2 separate regions of the Sus scrofa genome follow, and region 1 is linked to region 2. A link is a contact called in public HiChIP or PLAC-seq data. All regions are on one chromosome and are shown on one strand. The core of a region is the stretch at or near the end of the contact, and the rest is flanking DNA. Distances in the headings are between cores, read along the strand shown. Region 1 has its middle 190 kb from the start of SS18. Region 2 overlaps ZNF521 (zinc finger protein 521).

Region 1 (4,526 bases), core at 1,157-3,656, 590 kb before region 2:
AGATCCAAGCCACATCTGCAGCCTAGGCTGAAGCTTGTGGCAATGCCGGATCCTTAACCCACTGAGGGAGGCCAGGGATTGAACCCACATCCTCATGGGGAACCCACATCCACTCATCCCAGAATTCTGAACAGTTTTGCATTTGTTTGTAAACTTGACAATTTTTAAAATTTCCTTTGTTATCTTTGAAGTATCAGTTGGTCTTCTCACTGTACCCTGAAAATTCCCTTGATGTGTGCACGCTATCCACCCATCTGTTTTTTTGAGAGATTAGAACTTCCTATTCCAAAATGCCTCATGGTTACATTTTTTGGAACAAGCATTTGTTCATGCAATGGTACAAGTTAAAACTCCACTTAGCTTTCTGGTCAGATCAAAGTGGAGTTCCATAAATTTAAAATTATCTTTATAGGTATGGAGTTGAAGAATTAGTAGTATAAATTTGAAGGTTAAATAAGCAACCACACACATTCCAGGCTAAATTAATTTAGCCTGGAAGTTTAAATTTATCCTTCCACCTCCTGCCAAATTTGTTAGAAAGTGCAAAAAAATCACAGCTGCAATTGAGAGATTTAGAACAGATTTTTATTTGGTGAACTTTCTAAGAGCACCAGAGCTTATGCCTTCATGCATCTGAAAAGCCAGATCATTCTCCATTTTTTGAAGTGCGGTCTGTGGGGTAGTTTGTGTGAAATCATCAGAGGGGCTTTTCATAGGTTAGGCTGCCTTTTTGGGGCCCTGCACCTGTCCTGAGATTCAGTCCTGGGGCTTTTCGTCACCAGGACACCATCCATGCTCTCCCGGCAGAGATCCCTCTGTTGTCACTCCTGAAGCCCCTGTTCCTCCTCAGTTCATGATTACATAGATGCCCCCTCTTGTTCTTCTACTTCAGTGTGGCCTAATTATGTATCTAGACCAGTGGTCTGAAAGTGCTTTCTGTAAAGGAACAGAGAGTAAATATTTTAGGCCTTGAGGGCTAATGTGTCTCTGTCACGTCTCCTCAACACTGCTGTTATAGCTGGCAAGTAGCCCTGGATGGTGTGCAGTGAGTGGGTGTGGCTGTGAGCCAGTAAGACTTCACTTACAAAAATGGGCATCTGGCCAGATTTGGTCAATCCCTGATCTAGACAGACTCTGGTCTGGAATCCTTTAGTCTTTTCCATATTCAAATCCAGGACAAGTTAAAAATAAACAAAAACAACAGCCCTGTTAAGCTCAGTTCCTCAGAGGGCATAGATTTATGCAAAATGAGGTCTGGATACATCTTGGCAACTCCAGGACCTTTGCAGAAGAAAGAGAGATGTTCAGAATAGGTTGTTCTGACCATCTAGCCAGGAACATGGAGGGAGGTAGCAGGTTCAGACCACAGTGGTTGAAATAACTATTTTCTAGATGGAACAGGATCGAAGGACAGTAAGGTTAAGTGACTTCCATAGGTCATCTGTTGAGTGGGTGGTTGGGTTAGGAGCTGACCATGAAGCAGTGGTGCTCTGACTCGAGTTGGTATTGGACTGACCCGGAGGCTCCTTAAAACACATTGCTGGGTCCTAATGATAGAGTTTTTGAATCAGCAAGTCTAGGCTGTGGCCAGAGATTCTTCATTTCAAGTGAGTTTGTGTGTGATGCTGATGCTGCTGGCCTGGTGACCACTCTCCAAAACCACTGCACTGGATAAGCCACTCTTATCACATCCAGGAGCAGCTGAGCATTGTCTCGTTTTACCAAGCTTTCGAGCAGCTTCTGTGTCTCACTCTGTTGAACAGATTTAAAGTACTACAGAATCTTTATTTTCCTTCTGGGTGGCAAGCTTTAGCACATCTCAGAGAGGCAGTCCACATTGGCATTATTAATCTTTGACATGAAGTTGTCTAAACGTGGCAAATACACCAATAGTTGGTATGCTAAACAGCTTATTTGTAATGAGGCTCTGACCCCAATGCTTCTTGCCAATGAGAACAATGATATCGGCACCAGGCCATTTTCTGGAGCAAGTTCTTTATCAGCTCCCCATGGCATCCCCACTCTCCGCTTCAGCCCCTTCTGTTTTCCTGATATGTCCAGTCACATTTTAATGGTTGAAATGGCTTTGAAGCTTTCCCCACGGAGCCAATTTTCACCCTCAGTGTAGGGCATCTCCTGTCCTTCAGCAAGAAGTCGTACTTCAGTGATAAGTTTTCACACGAGTCGAGAACTCAAATGTATTTTGACCTTTGTCCTGGTGGCAGTGGCTTAACGTCAGCCCCCGAAGTAGATTTGTCATGGAGCTTTTCTGATGAGACAAGCTCTCCAAACTAATCGAGGCTGATGGTAGATTTTGTCAGCGAGATGAGATGTTGCCCACAGCTAGTCAACCAGCTGGAATTTTTGGTGCTAATGGCAGGGATTCATTGAGAGATGTGTTTAGCAGAGTTACAGCTAATATGACTCCAGATCCTCCTGGGAAAATGGTGAGCTTATAAACCACAGAGCACTGATATTAAGGCAGCTCTTTTAACACTAGCCCCAAATTCATGACTAAGTCCTTAATGAATTCTTTGGGGCAAGGAGGACAAAAGCCAACCAACTAAAGAAATTAAAAACTTGAAAAACAAAACAAAACAAAAACAAACCCTTAAGAGTCCTTAAATATATTACACTTGTCTCCAGAATTTTGAACAATTCCTACATTAGTTTAAGTGCCTCTGTTGATTGTCATCCAAGAGAAATATCATACCTCTTGGCTTTGCCCCGGGCAAACTTTTCACTGAAGTCATTCGTTTTGCTTTTTGTTATGGTTACCTAACCTCAGTCAGAATGCAGCAGGCTACCAAAAGCGCCAGGCAGAGACTTCCAGTTCCTGACATTTCTCTGCTTTGCAAGAAGGATGGACTTCACTGACTTTTTATGAATGTGGTCTTTATTTTGGAGAAATAAGAAAGACTTGATTAGACTGGGAGGGGATGCAGATGTCAGCCTGGGAGAAGGACAGTGTGTCTCACAACACACACATGCCTGGGATCACTAACTTGGCTGGCCGCCTGGAAATACTTGCACCACCCATCCAATTCTCCCATTTTCTCGGAGGAAAGCCCTAGGACAGTGAGTCTCAACAACAGCTCCTGCTCCCAACTGGAAACTTTTCAAGTCTTCCAGTTCCAGGATCAAAATATTATATTGTTTTAAACTTTATAGGGTACACTATAATCATGTGGCTCTTTTAGTTGTTTTCAACGTTAATGAATTTGGTCCAGGAATCACTCTTGTGAGAGCTCATTTACCACAGGCAGCTTCATACTTAACTAGGAAGTCAGACCCGTGATTAGGGCTTATGAGAAAGTCAATTTCTTTGCTTTTTTGTTTCCATGGGCAAATCTTTCTAGAGCTCATCTTGGTTCATTCATTCATTCATTCATTCACATATCAAGTATGTATTATGTGTTTATAGGTGCTTGGCATGGTTCTGGGATGTCATCGATGAGAAAGGTAATCTTCTTAACTGGAGTTAGATGCTCAGACAAATAATTGTAAAGTGGAATACACACACAGTAGATATTTATATTACTTATGGGAGCATCAGAGAGGGGAAATATTGTCTGAAGAGGTCAAGAAGGTGACATTTGATCTGAGCTTGGAAGATGAAAATGTATTGACTAAAAAGAAAAGCAAAGAGCTATTCTAAGCAATGGGAGGGCATATACATGGCTGAGACAATTTGTACTGACGAATTGTCTCTGTGCTCCCCTGTATTTTTCAGATTGCTTGCAGTTGGATTGAGGTCATGTGACTGAATCTTAGTGAATGGGATCGCGAACAGAAAGGATGCCTTACTTACTATCCTAGGCACCTTCCATTTCTCTTTTCTCCTGCTGTCCCACATTTGGTAGTAATATTTTGAAAAGGATGAGTCACGAGGTGGAGGGAACCTGGATCTCTAAGTTACTGGATGGAGGAATGCCCCCTCAGACCTATATCATACTTCATCGGAGAAAGGGGTAGATTTTTACTGTATTAAGCCTGTCTGTTGGGGTAGTTGGCATTTGATGCTCTGACTAATGTAGTATGTGAAAATATTTGAAGAGTAATAGAGTATGACGTATTTAGAGACTATTTGACACTTCAGCAGAACTGCAGGCTAGCATATGGAAGAAAGACTTTTACCAGTAGGTTGGAATCTAGACAGGGATTGTTTTCCTGATGAAGAAATTTTTTTTGTTTTTGTCTTTTTAGGGCCACACTAGTGGCATATGGAGGTTCCCAGGCTAGGGGTTGAATCTGAGCTACAGCTGCCAGCCTACACCAGAGCCACAGCAGTGCCAGATCCAAGCTGCATCTGTGACCTACACCACAGCTCACAGCAGTGCCGGATCCTTAACCCACTGAGCGAGGCCAGGGATCGAACCTGCAACCTCATGGTTCCTAGTCGGATTTGTTTCCCTGTGCCATGACGGGAACTCCGTATTTCATTCTTGAAATGACTATGAAACATGGGAAGTTTTTATGCAAGGTGGTCCTATAATCAGGATTGAATTTTGGTGGTAAAATGATGG
Region 2 (4,336 bases), core at 1,671-4,170:
GCTCCGCCAATTCCTGCTCCCCACAGCTGCTATCATTAATGAGTGACCACCCTTTTTTTCCCCCTCATAAACCTAACTGTTAATGCATTTAATTGGTCCTTCCAGAACAATTTGTAATATTACAGAATTTAAATGCATCTGTGAATTATAAATAATTTTAAATTCATTTTTCTCTTTTGAACACCCAGTAAAGCGTATTCATTTTCAAGTACTTAAATAAGTTATGTGACAAAGGGGTGAATTTAGTGCGGGGCTGTTGATTAAAGAGAAAAAAAGGAACGATTGTTACGTTATTAAAGTTTTGCACCTTTTCTAAAACTGTTGACATTTCTATTGAGAATGAAAGGAAACAATTGTGTAATAACTCATAATGGTTTATTTAGGATGACCATATCCTTCAGCAATTTAAATCATTGCTTTAAAAATGTATTGGTGGCAATTTGGTTAGATGATTTTAAATATGATGATATAAAGTTGTTACTGTGATGGCTCCGGGTTAACATAGCAAATCTCCTTGTTACCTGTGGCTATTAAACATACATTTCAAAGTACTGTTCTCTATTTCGAGCGCCTGTTTCGTCTCAGCTTTTGTGCTCACCTGTATATTTCCTTCAAGATTCTTGGTTTAACTGTCTTAAGGTGCCTTAAAATTTATGAATGAAGAAAGGACTATGAACACTACTTCACATGAAAGTTTAGAACTGCTCCTGTAGCATGGTGGCAGAAAGAAAGAATCATTTTCAGCCAATAGAGGAAATAACGTGGAAATTTGCTTTGGTCTCATGCTTTCACCTATTGTCCTCCACCTAAAAAAATCATCTACTAAATGAACTTATTCTGATGTTAAATAACGCAGTGATTGTTTTGCTAGGTTTTAAGGGTAAGAAAGGTAATTTCAAAATCCCATGCTTTGCTTCAGAATTACATAGCCAAATACCTGTTCCAAGGTTATCTGTCTGTAAAGACCCATGATTATATCTTATGTATGATAATTTAATACTTGGAACATAGCTTAGATTTATGGTCCATTAATTTTTAGATATCACCAACTATTTATATTTTCTTGATGGCTGTGAATGCTTAAGGCACTGTAGATTTCCATTGGGCCAATCCTTAAAGCTGATATTCCAGTGGTTTCATTAAAGGAAAAAAAATGTTAAAATATGTTTATACTGTACACAGACGCTTACATGTGGAAATGTAAATACATGCGACAGATATGAATCTCTTTGTTTACATATGCAGCTTTTCTTCCAGTGCTGATAGGTGCCCTAGAAACATCCACTAATCTTTGTAACACCCCAGAGGGTAAGTAGCAAGAATTATTATCTTCATATTGCAGGTGAAATACCTAGGTAGGGGCAGATTAAATGACTTGGCCAGGTCACTCTCTAAGTCAGCTATGAAGCTAGAAATAAAACTCCAGACTCTTGACTTTTAGTTCTCATTCTGAGTCATTGCCCTCTGAAAACGCAGGTACCAGAGTTGTCAGTATTCATGCTTCTTTTCCTCCCTTGAAAGGCAACCAGCCATGTAAATCCTGGCCCTATGAAGGAAATCCTTCTGTGTGGCCCTTGCATACACATGATACTGAGTCCCAGAAGGGCAGTTTAGGGAGTACCCTGCCCTTACAGTGAATGAACTCAGGTAGCAGAAGGACGTCAGTGAGCCACCTTCTTGTGTGCCCAGCCCTACGAAGACCTAAACGTATTGGGAGTTTCCTTCACTTCAGAGATTCCGATCGCTTCTTTAACATCTGCAGTGAGTCGATTTACTTTCTTTCTTTCTCCTTAGTAATCCCAGAATTGCCCATATTGTTGGAGTCAACATTCTAAAAGGCTTGGTCCCTGCCCTCCGGAAGCGCATACCTTACCCTAAGACTAAGACATGCTTACGTGGTGCCAAAAAAGCTTTGGCATCACCCCAAACCTTCCTGCACATCTTCTCTTCTTCCTCTTTTGATCTTATTTTTCTATCGGCTATTTCAGTTGGACTCGAAAAGCCAAAGAATGACCAGGACCTCAGCATTTTTCTCCCGCAATGACGGGCTGTAAAGGGACATTATCAGCCCCCCATTTGGCCACCCAGCAACCCTGTCCGGGGACTGTTGGTCTGTCCATCCCCCAACAGCCAGGATGCAATCAGAGCCAACCTTTGCCCTCCCCTTCAAGCTCTAAGGTTGGCACACAAGGGGCCGTGGCTCAGGTCACAGAGGTATTTGTGCTCTGGTGTCTTTTTCTCTCTGTGCAGTATCTCCTTCTAGGATGACTTCACTTTTCTGTTAGTGAGCACTTTCCCCCATAAATCTGAGCGAACAGGTGTTGCTCCGCTGCTAACTGAGTTTCCAGCTGTCCTCCTCCGACGCAGACCCAGCAAAATCTGTTGTTTCGTCCTTTCAGGCAGACTAGAGAACCATCAAGCCTGAGATGGAGGTCTTCCTTGCAGGATATGGCAGTTTTGTTGCCAGAAGATGGTCGGGAAAGCCTGGCTGGCTAACAAAGGCAGGCCTTCAGTGGCTGGGTGTAGTTCCAGATCTGCATCCCCTTTGGCAGGAGCACAGAGGCTGCTGCAGTGTGGCCAGCCAGCAAAATTAGGAAATAAGGACCTCTTTTATTTACTCAGGCTGCTGAATCATGGGCATTCCTGTCTGCTTGGAGAAAAGTCAGGCGGCTCTCCTTTCCACTGAAAGTCTCAGGAGTGTTGGAGACTTTCATCTCCGAGTGTTCACACACTTGTTTTAATGTGCTTTATGGAAATGGTGAAACTCGGCAAGTACAGTTGCTGTAGAAAAACATCTGCACTAACTATGCACACACATTTGCATCTTTAAATAGACTTTTAGGCCACAGAGCTGGTTTCCAGCAAAGTTGTTTTGTTTTGTTTTCCTTCCTGTTGTAAGAGCTATAGCTCTTCGAGACAGAGTCAGCTAGTGTGAAGTGACTGATTCCAAAAATTAAAATTTAACATGGCCATGTTAAGTACTTCACAGTGAAATGCGGAAAACTTGCCATAACACAGAAAGACATTCCTGTAAGTAGCACTTAGTGAGTGCTGAAGGGAAAAAAAGTTCAAGTTGACTCAGTAAGGGGAGCTGAAAGACTCCTCCATGGTTTCTTCCATATGAGAAAAAGAACTCGAAATCGTGGAAGTCTGCATTACCCAGTTAAGCACAGTGTGTGCTGTGACTGCCAAAAAACTTAAGGTAATGGGGATGGGTACCTTCTAAAGACTTAGGCAAATCTCAAAGGATTCTGGCAACACCACCACCACCCACGGAAGTCTTGGGCGATTCTGATCCCCTTAAAGCGTGGTCCAACACCCCTGGGAATTTTGTCAGTGAGTTCCCTGTGCATCTCAGGAAGATAGGTTCATCTATATACTAGGGGTGAACACTATACAATGTAGATTTTTGTAAAAGAAACCAGCCTATTATGAAACCTTTGCTTGTTTTTCTTTTTTTTTTTTCTTTTGTCTTTTTAGGAGCTGCACCGGCAACATATGGAGGGTCCCAGGCTAGGGGTCCAATTAGAGCTGTAGCTACCAGCTACACCACAGCCACAGCAACACGGGATCTGAGCTGTGTCTATGACCTACATACACCACAGCTCACGGCAACGCCGGATTCTTAACTCACTGAGCCACTGAGCGAGGCCAGGGATCGAATCTGTGTCCTCATGGATGCTAGTCGGGTTCATTAACTGCTGAGCTATGATGGGAACTCTGTGCTTATTTTTCTAAAAGTAGCATTCCCTGCCCAAACCTTTCACTTGTGCTCAGTAAACCAGCCTAAGCCATATAAATGAGGTAGGTGATTTCTGTGTATTACAAAGGCACATCATCTGTGATCATTATGGTTTCTTTTCCCCAAGATCAAGTAATAGAGACAGGAGAGAGAGAGGAAGAGTTTGCTAGCTCCCTTGAATCTTGGTTCAAGTACAAACTTGATCCTAACCCTCAGCTCCCTTGACAGTGTCGTAGGAATTTACAAGCTTAGAAGAACAGTTATGTAATAGGTATAGTCAGGCATGGCCCACAGACAAGCACCTGATTTAAGCATGGTATCAGGGTTTGCACACTATTTTTAATGGTCTATTGCTCTATAATTCTTGGCGCATTTGTATAATAATATATCATGCCTGGACACAATCTGCAATTTAATAATAAATTCACTTGCTACATTTTCAGGCTCAATAGTTCCATTCTTTCAGTGTAGATGCATGACAAATTCTGATTCACTGTTTTCTCCAACTAATTCTTCATTGTACAAACGAGATGATGTGTTTGAAAATATTTTTTAAGTGAAACAACAGGATGTAAGCCTAAACAATAAATGTGT

Evidence for each region. HiChIP or PLAC-seq counts read pairs in DNA pulled down with a chosen protein or histone mark.
Region 1: an H3K27ac HiChIP or PLAC-seq map of skeletal muscle shows a contact between it and region 2, with 4 times the contacts expected there. The contact joins two enhancer-like sites. A contact is called at or near these places in 1 of 47 Hi-C or Micro-C datasets (heart right ventricle) and 1 of 2 datasets of contacts at active chromatin or transcription factors (skeletal muscle).

Annotation. Positions count from the first base shown.
Region 1 is chr6:110,597,286-110,601,811 of Sscrofa11.1, reverse strand. No RefSeq gene overlaps it. Among named protein-coding and RNA genes, the nearest start is that of SS18, 190 kb to the left of the region's middle. Within about 2 kb of position 2,406, at least 17 of the 83 cell types and tissues checked have an H3K27ac peak or open chromatin away from gene starts, as enhancers often do. A contact at or near this core is called in skeletal muscle, where this site is marked.
Region 2 is chr6:110,003,800-110,008,135 of Sscrofa11.1, reverse strand. The region is part of intron 2 of ZNF521 (zinc finger protein 521); the gene reads left to right. Among named protein-coding and RNA genes, the nearest start is that of ZNF521, 120 kb to the left of the region's middle. Within about 2 kb of position 2,920, at least 33 of the 83 cell types and tissues checked have an H3K27ac peak or open chromatin away from gene starts, as enhancers often do. A contact at or near this core is called in skeletal muscle, where this site is marked.